2 separate regions of the Mus musculus genome follow, and region 1 is linked to region 2. Evidence: chromatin contacts called from public promoter capture Hi-C data. All regions are on one chromosome and are shown on one strand. The core of a region is the stretch at or near the end of the contact, and the rest is flanking DNA. Distances in the headings are between cores, read along the strand shown. Region 1 holds the start of Tnfsf9 (tumor necrosis factor (ligand) superfamily, member 9). Region 2 overlaps Rfx2 (regulatory factor X, 2 (influences HLA class II expression)).

Region 1 (7,423 bases), core at 2,214-4,713, 320 kb after region 2:
CCTACTCACCGATCCATCTATCCATCTGTCCATCCATCTATCCATCTGTCTATCCATCTACCCACCCACCCATCTATTCATCCACCCACCTACCCATCCATCCATCTATCCATACATTCACCCACACACTCACCCATCCCTGTTCCTTCCTTTTCTTTTTTCTCACCCTTCTTGCATTCCGTCTTCCCATAAATATCATGGAGACACTTTTTGCTCCGTATACTGTGGGTACCTGGGAATACAGTGGATAGAGACACTTTTGAGGATGCCATACATCAGTAGGGGTGGGAGGCAATGATAAGCAAGGAAAGCAATTAATAAACAGTCAGTCAAGGTGGGTGATAGGGCCAGCATAACATTCTTGTGGCACCAGGAGTGTCTAAGTACACTTGCTATCCTGCACACAGTTTTGGGAGGCTGAGGAAGGAAGGTCAGGGCAATGTGGCAAGCCTGTAATTGAAAACAAAAACAAAGAGCTCATGGGGTGGTGTACCACAGACCTTTGAGGGTGGGGTTCTGTCATCTGCGTTATTGTAGATCTAGATGCTTTCCTCCCAGTTCTTGTCACTGCCAGCTTAGGCAATACTTGGCTGTGGGCTGTGGTTTTAATTGTAAACAGATTGGCTCAGGATCTGGGAGCTAGCTGCTGCTGCTGCTGCTGCTGCTACTACTACTACTACTACTACTACTACTACTACTACTACTACTACTACCACTACGGTACTACTACTACTACTACTACTACTACTACTACTACTACTACTACTACTACCACTACGGTCCTGAGATGCTAAATCTTTCTTCTTAGCAATAAGGGGCAGGGGGTGGACTTTGTGTGTGAGCCAGGGGGGAGGGGGAGACTTGAGTTCTATCCCCAGCATCTTATACACCAGACATGGTGGCATGGACCTGTCAATTTAGCACTCCAGAAATGGAGGCAGGAGGATTAGAAGTTTATTCTTTACTACATAGGGAATGTCAGGCCAGCCTTGACTACACGAGATCCTGTTCAAAAACAAATTAATTTTAATATTAAAATCCCCCTTGTCTGTCTGTTTGTCTGTCTGTCTGTCTCTGTGTGTGTTTATCTGTCTGTCTCACTATTTAGCCCTGGCTGGTCCATTCTCATTATGTAGTTCAAGGTGGCCTTGAATTCACCAAGACCCATCTGCTTCTACCTCCTGAGTGCAATACATACCCCCTGCATCCAGTTTTGTTTTGTTTTGTTTTTTTAGACAGTGTCTCTTCATGTAGCCCAGGCTGGTTTTTGAACTCCAACCTTCAAACTTCAGCTTCCTGAAGGCTGGGCTCACAGGTGCATACCATGCATGGCTTGTTCTAAATGGTATGAACTCTCTCTCTCCGTGTGTGTGTGTGTTTTCTGTCCAGAAACTCCACCAATTCCCCCCCCCCCCAATAATAAAGCACCTTCAGGCTCTGCAGGAGAGAAAGATGGCTGAGTGGAGTTACTTTCAGCTGAGTCAGGATTCCAGTTCCCTGGTGACATGGATGATGAGTCTGTGAGGTGGAAGTCTTCAAACTGTGGCTTTGAAGAAGTTATAGCTGGAGAGAGAGAGAGAAAGTCTTCATCTGCCTTTTTTTTTTTCTCACTGTGATGATGGCAGGGATACAAATGAGGATGAGACAATGTGTTCACTGTGCAGCCGAGGCAGGGAGGGGTAAACTAGTCCAGGCATTGAGGGGTCCCTTTTCGTGAGAGTCATGTAGGTGTGGGCTGACTCTGAGCAGTGTGTGTCCAGCAGAGAGAGGTTGGACCACTGTCTGCGTGAGGGCCAGAGTTCCCACAGCTGAGTCACCGCTGGTGCCCTGCAGCTGCTCCTTGGGTGGAACCTTCAATTTCTAGATCACCCAAGTGTCTTTTGTGTCATTTTAATGTCCCACCTCCCCCACCTCTCCCCTGACCCCAAGCTGGGGTTTTCCTGTAATTCCCAGGGGAAGTTGATGTGGAATAAAACAGAAGGAAGGGGTGGCTGGTGTCTCCAGAGGGGGCTCCGTGCACGTCTCCCAGGCTGGGAGCTCAGTAGGTTCCATGCCCAGTATGGAAAAAAAGCAGGTGGGGCCTGGGCTGGGTCTCTGTTGTAAGAATCTTGGCCCAGTAAGCTCGAGGCTTTGCGCTCCTTCCCCAACACAGAAGAAGCTGGATTTGAGGGTGTATGCCTGTCTGTGTCTGTATCCCAATATACTGGGGAGGGTCAGAAGTTCAGAGTCATCCTAGGCTGTCTAGTGAGTTGGAGGGCTGCAAGGCGAAGACCAGACCCTATGTAGAAACAAACAACTCCCCATTTTATAGCTTGTTGTTTCCTGCTGAGATAAATGGTCTGGTTATATCAGTACTTTTTTTTTTTTTAATTATGTTTACTGATGGTATGCATGTCGTGGTCAAAGGGCACTTTCAGGACAAATTTCTGGGTGTCAGTTCTTTCTTCCCACCATGTAGGTCCTGAGGACTGAACTCAGGCCACCAGGCTTGTGATTATACTATTACTGGCTGAGCCATCTCAGCAGATCTAACCAGATCAGAACATTGAGGAGTCTGTCTCCAAGGTTTGCCCAGAGCCAGTCATCTCTCAGTTCCTCTTTTGGGGGGTCTTCTCTGCGCCCCCCCCTTTTGCCTCTACCTCAGGCAAGAACAGTGAAAGAATGGGAAATTGGAAATGTGTCCGCTGCCTGGGGGAATTTCTCTATCTGGACTCTCCAGCCTTCTGTTTCTGGAGTCCTAAGAGACTACTAACAGGAAGCCCCAAGAAAGTGGGTGGGGACACACCAGGAAAGGCCCAGGGTAGAGATGGGGTCCTGGGGAGGAAGAGGCTGAGTGAGTGGGTGCCTAGCAGGTCTCTTTGATTCCGCTGGGGATGGGTGGGCAGTTTTGGATGTCCCTAGAGTCCTCGACAAAACAACAACAACAAAAAACAAAACAAAACAAAACAAAACAACAACAAAACCCCCTGCATTTAGGGCGTCCCAGGGATGGGGAGCTAGGGGTTGGAAGAAAAAGGGAGCAGGAGAGATCAGGAGAGAGACAGAAGTTTGAGAGACAGAAAAACAGGAATGAAAATCAGCAGCGGAGAAATAACCTACCAGTGGGGAACACAGAAAAAGAAGGGAGACAGAGCTGTGGATTCAGGAGAGGCCAGGGAGGGAATGGATTCCGATATCACATGGTTCCCATCATATAAAAAGCTCTTTAATGTGTCAGTGTTAAACCAAATCAAACACACACACACACACACACACACACACACACACACACACACACACAAAAAGGGAAGAAGGACGGGCGGGCACAGGGCCTGGACAGGGAAGGGGAAAGGGGCGAGAAGGGGGAGGGGAAGGGGGGAGGAGGAGAGAAAGTTCCGGGAGTCGAGGGGCGGAGCGCGGAGCCCGGGAACCCCGCGGCTGCCCTCCCTCCCTTCCCTCCCCGGAAAAGGCGCCTCGGTAGCCTATAAAGCACGGGCACTGGCGGGAGACGTGCACTGACCGACCGTGGTAATGGACCAGCACACACTTGATGTGGAGGATACCGCGGATGCCAGACATCCAGCAGGTACTTCGTGCCCCTCGGATGCGGCGCTCCTCAGAGATACCGGGCTCCTCGCGGACGCTGCGCTCCTCTCAGATACTGTGCGCCCCACAAATGCCGCGCTCCCCACGGATGCTGCCTACCCTGCGGTTAATGTTCGGGATCGCGAGGCCGCGTGGCCGCCTGCACTGAACTTCTGTTCCCGCCACCCAAAGCTCTATGGCCTAGTCGCTTTGGTTTTGCTGCTTCTGATCGCCGCCTGTGTTCCTATCTTCACCCGCACCGAGCCTCGGCCAGCGCTCACAATCACCACCTCGCCCAACCTGGGTACCCGAGAGAATAATGCAGACCAGGTCACCCCTGTTTCCCACATTGGCTGCCCCAACACTACACAACAGGTGAGGCTCATCTCATCCCTAGGGGACTCTTTCTTACCTTCTGGAAGCATCGCTGCACCGACAGGGAGAGAACAGCACTTCCTCCCCACCCCCGCCCCGCCCCGCCCCGCCCCGCCTCGCTCTGCTCCTGCTACTCCGCTTGAAGCACCCCCTCTCCATCTCGCACTCAGAGGAAATCCCTTTGCGTCTTGACCCCTTGAATGAACCTATGAAACCTGGGGGAGAACTCCCGAGGGTGCACCGCAGTTCCCTTCAGTCCCACTTAGGCCTTCAGGGCTCTCCTTCTCCATCCAAAGTTGGACGCCCCAATGTGTGCTGGGCCGTATGAGTTCCTATCTGCTTCTTTAGGATGTAAGGTACCATCTACCTTTATTTTTCTTTCTTCCCAGGGCTCTCCTGTGTTCGCCAAGCTACTGGCTAAAAACCGTGAGTGCCCCCTGATTTATTTCCAGCGGGTCCCGCAGGGAGGTTGAACAAGGGGACCTGTTCAACCTTCTAGTCATGTCCCTCTCCCTCACTTACTCAGCCTTTCTCACTTGCTGTCACAGCTCCAACTGTCATCCTTGGGACCCCATCCAGGTTTTCAGAGAATTGAGAATTCTCACCCCCAGCTGACTCTGGGAGATCTCCTTTTCTCTTTTCCTTCCTCTATCCCTCCCATGTAGCCCAGGCTTCCTCCAAATTCATTATGTAGCTGAGGCTGGCCGCCCTGCTGCCAACACCTCCAATGGGCTGGGATAAATGAATGCCTTTGGGCTTCAGGCACCCTATTGAGCCCGAGCCCTAGTCTCTCCCTGTCAAGTCTTAGTTGTCAAATTATTTGCCCTCAGAGATGACTCTCTTCCTGCACTCTCCATATCCCACCTCTCTCCCAGTTTTGTTCATCCCTCTCTTACTCCTCTGATTTCTCTCTCTTCTTTTCTCCTCTCCCCCTTCCCCTCTTGTGGCCCCTTTACTCAGCTCCTTCCAGGAGTCCATGTGCATCTCCGCTCTTAACACTCTAGACCCTCGCCCCTTTGCCTCGTTCTTATTCCACAACCACTTTCTTAAATTGTATCCCTTCTGGGTGGCCCCTCCCTCCTTTTCTTCTGTTTTGTCTCCTCTCTTTCCTCCCCATTCCCATGGTTTCCCCCCTCCCCCACACCCCGCAACCCTCAGCAACTCAGTGTTCTTTTTCTAGAAGCATCGTTGTGCAATACAACTCTGAACTGGCACAGCCAAGATGGAGCTGGGAGCTCATACCTATCTCAAGGTCTGAGGTACGAAGAAGACAAAAAGGAGTTGGTGGTAGACAGTCCCGGGCTCTACTACGTATTTTTGGAACTGAAGCTCAGTCCAACATTCACAAACACAGGCCACAAGGTGCAGGGCTGGGTCTCTCTTGTTTTGCAAGCAAAGCCTCAGGTAGATGACTTTGACAACTTGGCCCTGACAGTGGAACTGTTCCCTTGCTCCATGGAGAACAAGTTAGTGGACCGTTCCTGGAGTCAACTGTTGCTCCTGAAGGCTGGCCACCGCCTCAGTGTGGGTCTGAGGGCTTATCTGCATGGAGCCCAGGATGCATACAGAGACTGGGAGCTGTCTTATCCCAACACCACCAGCTTTGGACTCTTTCTTGTGAAACCCGACAACCCATGGGAATGAGAACTATCCTTCTTGTGACTCCTAGTTGCTAAGTCCTCAAGCTGCTATGTTTTATGGGGTCTGAGCAGGGGTCCCTTCCATGACTTTCTCTTGTCTTTAACTGGACTTGGTATTTATTCTGAGCATAGCTCAGACAAGACTTTATATAATTCACTAGATAGCATTAGTAAACTGCTGGGCAGCTGCTAGATAAAAAAAAATTTCTAAATCAAAGTTTATATTTATATTAATATATAAAAATAAATGTGTTTGTAAATAAGCCTTTTATTATTTTCCTTGTCTGGTTTTAAATTTTCATGTCTATGGGTATGGTGTTCATTTATGAATGTGTCTTTGTATACGTGTGTGTGTGTGTGTGTGTGTGTGTGTGTGTGTGTGTGTGTGTATTTGTAGAGAGGATAGAGTTTGGCTCAGTGTCTTCTTCAGTCATTCTCCATCTTGTTTTTTGAGACAAGTTCTCTTACTGAGCTTGGAATTCACGGTTTCTGCAAGGCTGTCTGGCCATTGGGCCCCAAGAATTCCCCAGGGGAGTGCCTATACCAGATCTTAAAATAATTGGCTGAAGTGGCTCTGTACCACTATCCCTTTTTTGAGACAAGAAAGTATGTAGCCCAGGCTGACCTAGAAGTCCATATATAGCCTAGATTGGCCTTAAACTCAGGCCAGCATCCTGATACCTGAGTGCTCAGTTGACAGGGTGGCAGATGTGCTGAGATAGAGCCAGAGTCTCTCATGCATGTGAGGCCCATATGCTTTATCACAGAGGGCTCTGTTCCTTGGAATCCAGCTACGAATAAGCGAAAAACCAAAACCAAAACAACCCCCTACCTCAACCATCCAGTGTGAAAGTCTGTGATTTCTGATGTGACGGTACTGGACTCTGTGTGCTATTTCGAGAGACAGAACCTGTTGGAGCAATACAATTATAGATACAGATAAATGAAGGAGGAGTTGTTAAGGAAATTCCCCCAACGGTGGTCATGTGGACTGAGAAGTCCCTCAGCTGAAGACTGCAGGTGAAGGCTGGAGGAACTGGAGTTCAAGGCGGGACAGACCAGGAGCACAAGACCCTGTCTCAAAACAAACAGCAAAATAAATCAAACTAAAAAGAAACAGAGACGTCCCACAAATCAGCTAGATCTCTGTAAATTCACAGGATTGGAAGGTAGAGGCTATCCTTGGGAGTTCAAAGGCTGCCTGGGCTACTTACACAACAAAACAACCACCAGCAAACGGAGGCTGGGCTACTCCTCTGTGAGCCTGAGCATGGGTCTCACAAGGAAGGCCTCCCAACCATCCAAGCTGATGTGCCAGGGGCCGGCAGTGTATTTGTAAACTCAACTGATAAGTTAAGCATTTCCTCACTCCGTGTGAGTCACCCAGACTTGAAACCCACAGCCACTCTGGGCCTCAACAGATTTTTGAAAAATTTCCATTTCAGTATTTCCTAGCTCTGACTTCAGGTGATTTACCTCGCTGCCTATGAGAGGGTAGTGGAAATCCCTTTGTCCCTCCCACCCAATCTGGATTCCGTGTTTAGTCACATCACAGCCTGAGGTCAGGCCCAAAGGAAACAGTAGTGTTGAAGTTGGTTTTACTGTATTCTTCAGGGGTGACAGTGGAACAGCTTGAGAAACCTGTCATTCAGCAAAGAAGTGGCTCACTGAGGTGAGAGAGGCTGGGCTGGGACTGACAAAGGAGGCCCTGACTTCCATTCCAGCACTTCATAAATTACTGCATAAATGAACATATATGTCTAGATTTGCATAAGAAAAGAATTCAGGACTTTGCCTCCCCCCTCCAGACCCCCCCTCTTTTTTTGTGTGTGTGTGTGTGTTCC
Region 2 (6,552 bases), core at 3,452-5,951:
AAGGGGGACCCTGGTCAGTCCAGCCACGGAAAGCATCAATGTCCCGAAGGACACCATCCTTTAAAGCTGTTCTGTCTAAAAGCTCTGTGTTGGTGACCATTGCCGCCTGAATGAACAAACACGGACACCAGGTATGTTGCGATGGACACATTCATAAGAACCTTCTAAGAACAATTACAGCACAGAACTATTGGGGGGAACAGTTTTTCAAAAAAAAAAAAACTATCATATTTCATTAGGCGCTTCCTAGGTGTGGGAGGGCAGGGCTTGTGTTGGGAAAGAATTCTCAACATGACGACAGCAGCAAGGTGTAACATGTTAGGGCCTCTAGAACTCAGGGCCCAATAGGCATTGGTGTTCATTTGTCTGCAGAGATCTCATGGTCTAGGGTTGAGAAGGGGTTGGCCACTGGCCAGCAGCAAGCATGGCTAGTTTGGGGGAGGTGTCTGGAAGACTGCAGGGGCTCAGGCACTGCCCTGAGCACAGGTTTTGGAGTTTTGTTGGGAGGCGTGGATATGGTGCTGACCCCTGTGGCTACTTGGGGAACCCTAACACAGGCCCCCCAGGTTATCTTGGTATTAACCATGAATTGGACAGAAAGTCTATAGTCAAGCAGATGGGTCGATCATCTGGGCTTGACTGGCCCTGCTTGGAGCCTGTTATCTCTTTGGGGCTTGGACCTGTCCAGGATGAGATGAGATGCCGTTAGCATGTATCCAGGGTGTGTGCCTGGAGTTCTTGGCTGTCCATGAGAGGCCATTAGATGCATGGAGACTACAGCGCAGGGGACCTGCAGAGCCTCCACACAATGGCCAGAGAATAGTAGGCTCCTACCCCTCTGGGCTCTGTTGGAGTGGTTTTTCTTTGACATGGTGGTTAGCTGAGTGGGAAAGCCACCGAGGTGGTTGGGACATTTCTGGGGATGTGCCCCACAACTCACATACACACAGCAGGCTGCTGTATCCTTTGGGGGACAGCCCAGGGTCAGGGCCACTTTAGCAGAGTATGGCAGCTTGAGTGACCATCTTAGTTGCCCACAGTCTCTGGCACCCTGTGGGTGGGGACCCCATGCCACCTTGGGTCACAGTAAACATGGCATCATTGAAGAGGCACTAGTGTGATACAGCTGAGAGTCCAGGTCCCTAGAGGGCCAGGTGACGCCTTCCGGAAGCACGTGGAAGACGCCCAGGGAAGGGGCTAGATGCCCTGCAGTGGGTGGCTGGGGTCACTCCGTTCCCGTTTCACGAGGGGCTCACCCAGGCTGCGGCCATCCACATCTGCCTCACTGCTGTGTCCATCCCCAATGTCCTCTGCAGGGATAAGGGGACAGAGGTGCCACTATGAACAGAGTTGCCTTGCCTTTTCTTCAGGTCAATCTGCCCCCATGTCCTGCCTGGTCACCCTTGGGTTCATCAACAGGCTGGGCTTCTAACCTGGGTCTCTAGTGGTCACTAGCCACTGGCCTCAGCCGCCCAGACTGGCCAGTGATAATCTCTCCTCACACTCTGTTAAGCTACCACAGGATGTCACTGGAGCCCATGCCCAGTTGCCAGGACTCCCACCACCTGCACACTAGTCCCTGGGATCCTCAACCCAACACAGAGGCTGTCACAATGGTACCTCTTATAGATACTGTGCAAGGGGGCTGGGAACCAGGGCACACCCACCTTTGTCCAGCAGGGTCAGTGACAGGGAGGCCAGATCGTTGAACTGTAAGGGAAGGGAGAGTCACAGGCTTGCAGGGTGACAGTCATGAATCCCTAAGGTGAGTGACTAGGAAGGGCTGGACTCTGAGAGGGTTGCATGGCTGAACCCCTGCTCTTGCAGGTCCCCCAGATGGCTCCCACAGAGCACGAGTCTTCCTGTGGCTTCAGTTCTTTGCCTTTTTAGTAGGTAAATTGTGTGTGTGTGTGTGTGTGTGTGTATATATATATACATGTGTGCAGTACCTACAGATGCCAGAAGGTGGCGCTGGGTTCCAATAGATTCCCCTGGAGAGGGAGTTACATCTAGTTGTTGAGCTACTATATGGGTGTCTGGGTGGATCTGGGCCTCTGGATCACCCTGGCCTCACCTCGCCCATGACGGCAATGGGCGTCTCCCCGGTGGCCTGGGCCACACGGTGCTCCACCAGGTAGAACATGTACTCGTCATAGAGCAGCCGGATGAGGTGGAAGGAACCGAAGCTGGCAGCACTGCGCAGGGTCAGGTCACGGATCACCATGGAGCTGGGGACACAGGGACAGAGAATGGGCACCATCACTGGAACTGAGCCTGGGGTACTGGCCTGGCTCCTCTGGGATGCTCTGAGCCTGCAAGCACTGCAATGGCTGCCTGCTTGAGGTCATCAGGTCCACAGAGGCAGGGGATGGCCACCCATTCCCAGACATACACAGGGACATAGGGGGATACAGGTGGGTACAACGCAGTACATCTCAGTGCTTTTTGCTTTATTTTTAGCTCTTTTTTTTTTTTTAAGATTTATTTATTTATTATATGTAAGTACACTGTAGCTGCCTTCAGACACTCCAGAAGAGGGAGTCAGATCTCATTACAGATGGTTTTGAGCCACCATGTGGTTGCTGGGATTTGAACTCCAGACCTTTGGAAGAGCAGTCGGGTGCTCTTACCCACTAAGCCATCTCACCAGCCCCTATTTTTAGCTCTTTTAAAACATACATCTGATTTCTTTAATACCTATTTATTTTCGAGACAAAGTCTTTCTACACAGTCTGGGGTGTCCTGGAACTCACTATGTAGACCAGGTTGGCCTCAAACTCAGAAATCCTCTTGTCTCTGCTTCCAGAGTGCTGAGCTGAGATTAAAGTCACATGCCACACATGGACACACACACACACACACACACACACACACACACACTTTAAAAAAAAAACCATGTTGCTGCCCTGTGGTAGTGCCCCAGGTGCAGTGCCCCAGGAGGCCAACTGACTGGAATTGGAGCTGCAGATGTTGTAAGCCACTACCTAGGTGCTGGGAATTAAATCTCAGTCCATTGCAAGAGCAGAGCCTCCTGTCCCAAGTCAGAACTGACATCACAAGTGAAGGCTGTCACGTGAGCTCTTCTGTGTTTTTAATTTGTTTTGTTTTTATTCTTTTATTTTGTAATCCCTCTTTTTTGAAGGGGTGGGAGTGTGTGTATGGGGGTCTCATTCTGTAGTCCAGGCTCATGCTGCAGTCACCATACAGCAGAAAACTCAGGCTTTCTTCTATGATTCCCTCCCACACAATGCTTCAATCAACAGCTTCCTGTGACAGCATGTGACTGAGGGTCACTCTGCAGCTGTGACTGGAGTTTAAGGACCAGACTGACCTAGGCCTTAGCCAGCCCTGTGAGAAGCCTCACACAAACACTGGACTCCCTCTTGGGCAGTAACATCAGCCCAGCCCCACACTCGGAACTGCCGCTCTGTCCTGCCAGTTTCATGTCCACTTGACACAAGCCAGAGACATCTGAGAGGAGGGAGCCTCAACTGAGAAATGCCTCCAGACAATTGGGCTGACATCCAGCTGTAGGACTTTTTTTTAGGGGGAGGGCCCAGCCCATTGTGGGTGGTGACCTCTCAGGGCTGGTGGTCCTCGGTTCTATAAGAAGCAGGCTGAGCAAGCTATGGGAGCAAGCCAGTAAGCAGCACCTTCCATGGCTTCTGCATTGGCTCCTGTCTCTAGGTTCCAGCCTTGTTTGAGTTCCTGTCCTGGCTTCCTTCTGTGTTGGACTATGATGCAGAAGGAAAAACCCAAATAAACCTTTTCTTCTCCAACTTGCTTTGGGTCACACTGTTTCCTCACAGCAGCAGTAACCCTAGTTACCACTGAGGTTTCCAACTTTGGGGGCCACAGTCTCATCTCTATATCTTGGAGTGTGCAAGGCCCTGAGCAGCCAGCTCTTGTCCTGGAATTTTCAAATGCTATTTTCCTGATGGTCCCACTAGGGACTTGTGTTGGTAGCTCCTGCATCTCTGTCTGAGGCCATGGTGGGCTCCAGCCCTGCCTTCAGATCACATGGCCCCACTCTGTTTTTGGATTAGAGGCCCAGAGGGTATTTGGACCTCAGGGATGACACTTCCCTATCATGGATGTGGGGTGACCCAGCTCACCTGTAGAAGGACCACTTGAGCAGGAACTGGCGCGCAGCCTTGGGGAAGCTGGGGCTGCCTGAGTGCTGCTTCAGGACCTGGGTGACCACGTTGTCTAGCCAGCTGGCCCACTGGTCCAGCGAGCTCTGCTGCTGCAGGGTGACCTTGAAGTCATGCTCCAAACGCTGCACCAGGCTCTCCTCACACTGGCACACCCACGAGGCCTGCTCCTGCAAAGGCATAGCTGGTGAGGGCAGGCCTGGGGATCTTCTAGTGTATTTATTTGAGACAGGGTGAACTCATGTAGCCCTGACTGGCTTCCAACTGCTGAGATGACTCTGAACTCCAGGGTTGATGTGTTGCTGGGGTTGGGGCCCAGGATTTGGTGCATGCTAGGAGGGTGCTCTGCCCACTGAACCCCAACTCTACCTTTCATTGTGTATAGACAAAGTCTCAAGAGGTAGCCCAGGTTAGCCTAAAACTCCCAATCTCCCTGGCTCAGTCTCCTAAATGTGATGACAGGCATGTGCCACTGAGCTTCACAGACTCACAGTCTGCTGAAATGATGACCTCGGAGCCCCAGGGGCTGTCCTTAACTCTGCAATTGTTTGTACTTTTCTGGCAAGACAGAGCCAGACACACAAGGTCCAGCAGCTGGGAGCATTTGGAATGCAAACATACGAGGGCATTGCTTGTTAAACTGGCTACCAAAGGAATCCAGACACGGTAGGAGGTGGTTGGTGGGCTGTGACCAGACCTCAGACTTTCCATTGCAAACATACAGCCCAAGGAGGGATGAACTGCCTGCTGCATCCAGCTGTGTTTTGCTGGTCAGCCTGAGTGGGGAAGACCAGCCCTGAGCAAGGCAGAGCAAGTGGATGTCACTGCCAAGTCACCTGCACATTGGCAAAGTCCACGCGGTTGAGGTCACTCAGCATCTGGTTAATCTGTGACGTGTTCTGCAACACAGCACGTGCCGCCTGCGCCAGGTGGTTGAGGGACGTGTAGCGCCGCAGTGTCTGTGCGAAGGCACTTACAACACCCACCTACAAGGGACCCAGGTGACAGGTCAGCAAAGCCCCTGCATGGGGGATGGACAGACAGATGTGCACACACACACACACACACTTGCACACGTGTACACATGCATGCACACCACCCTGCTCCCTGCAGGCCTGTGGAGACTCAGGATAGCAGGGGATGAAGGGGCAGGATGGGGGACCCTGTAGGGAAGAGAGACCATGTTAGCCCATGTGCCCATCTCACTGAGGAACCGTCTAGATTGTCTAACTGAGGAGGAGAACATCCCACTGGCTGAGCTAGTGGCTGGCTGTACAGCAGTCTTGGGCTCTGCCTATGATGGACTGTGCCCTCCAAATATGCTCCAGGATAAACCCTTTCTCCTTTGTGTTGCTGCGTTAGGCAAGTGGCTACCCATACAGACTGAGGGTGCAGGGGTGCGTGAAGGTGGCAGCGAGCCCATGACACAGCACATCTAAGGGCTTTCCCTCCTGGCCCTGTGGTTGTCCCTGCTTCGGGAAGCCTCAGTGGATGGTAAAGATTCCGATCCCGATGAGGTGGGTAGGGGACTGAAGCAGGAGGATTATGAGTTGGAAGACAGAACTTTTGGGCTACTAAATGAGATGTTCTTGGAAGATTCAGGGAGTGGGGTTGGGGATGGAGAACCCTCACACCCACCAAGCTTATGTGTGGGTGTGGGTGTGGGTAGGGATATGGAGGCCAGGGGTTGAAGTTGGAGTCTTCACTCTCGGCCTTAGTTTTTAATCTATTTAATGCGATGGTGCGTGTGGGAATCGGTTCTCTCCTTTCACCATGTGGGTCCCAGGGATCCCTCAGGGGATCTTGGTGGCAAGAGCTCTTCTTACCCACAAAGCCACCTCCTAGGCCTCTGCACTCTACTTTTTTGAGGCAGGGCTTACAGATTAGGCTAGTGGCTGTTCTGGCGAGACCCTTAGTGCTGATGTTACAGTGTGTACCACGCACAACCTTTTTTTTTTTTTTTTTCTGTAGTGACAGAGTCCAAATTCAGGTCATGCTGTGTGGCAAATGTTACCTCCTGAGCTGTGGCCCCAGCCCCAGCCCCAGCCCCCAGCATCTCTGTACACATGTTCCAGAGTACCTGGGCCACAGATTTACACTGAAGACTCAGGTCAGGTAAGGAAATGAAAGTCCCACCTGCCAACCAAGGTAGCTGTCTGCTCTACAGTGTCCCAAAAATGTCATCTCCAGGGTCATCTATGGTCTTCTCCCTGCCAGCTCCTCTCCTACCCCCACAGCATCCTGGGAGGCCTATTTTCCTAGACACGCAGGGAAAGTGGTCTGGGAAACACAGGGAAGCCAAGGGGTCCCCCAGATCCACATGTGCTGGTACCTTGGTCTGGATGACCTGCTGAGGGAAGCCACTCATGGCATTGATGAGCCAGCCCTCTAGGCTCTT

What was found. Promoter capture Hi-C pulls out the DNA fragments that hold promoters and counts their contacts.
Region 1: a promoter capture Hi-C map of liver shows a contact between it and region 2, with 2.5 times the contacts expected there. The contact joins the promoter of Tnfsf9 here to the enhancer-like site in region 2. A contact is called at or near these places in 8 of 39 promoter capture datasets (the HPC-7 cell line, cranial neural crest, frontonasal cranial neural crest and 5 more), 3 of 115 datasets of contacts at active chromatin or transcription factors (bone marrow-derived macrophages, forebrain and pancreatic cancer cells) and 2 of 9 other capture datasets (adipose tissue and liver).

What each region holds. Positions count from the first base shown.
Region 1 is chr17:57,101,922-57,109,344 of GRCm38.p6, forward strand. Tnfsf9 (tumor necrosis factor (ligand) superfamily, member 9) reads left to right here and starts at 3,464. Exons shown (of 3, transcript NM_009404.3): 1 at 3,464-3,939; 2 at 4,329-4,365; 3 at 5,120-5,836. The coding sequence starts at 3,511. The coding sequence ends at 5,583. Gm11110 (predicted gene 11110) reads right to left here and starts at 4,021. Exons shown (of 4, transcript NR_033508.1): 1 at 3,977-4,021; 2 at 1,429-1,563; 3 at 134-232.
Region 2 is chr17:56,775,765-56,782,316 of GRCm38.p6, forward strand. It overlaps Rfx2 (regulatory factor X, 2 (influences HLA class II expression)), which reads right to left. Exons shown (of 17, transcript NM_009056.2): 12 at 6,487-6,552; 13 at 4,991-5,140; 14 at 4,116-4,324; 15 at 2,075-2,228; 16 at 1,668-1,710; 17 at 133-1,310. The coding sequence ends at 1,198. Among named protein-coding and RNA genes, the nearest start is that of Prr22, 8.8 kb to the left of the region's middle. Within about 2 kb of position 4,702, at least 15 of the 459 cell types and tissues checked have an H3K27ac peak or open chromatin away from gene starts, as enhancers often do. A contact at or near this core is called in liver, where this site is marked.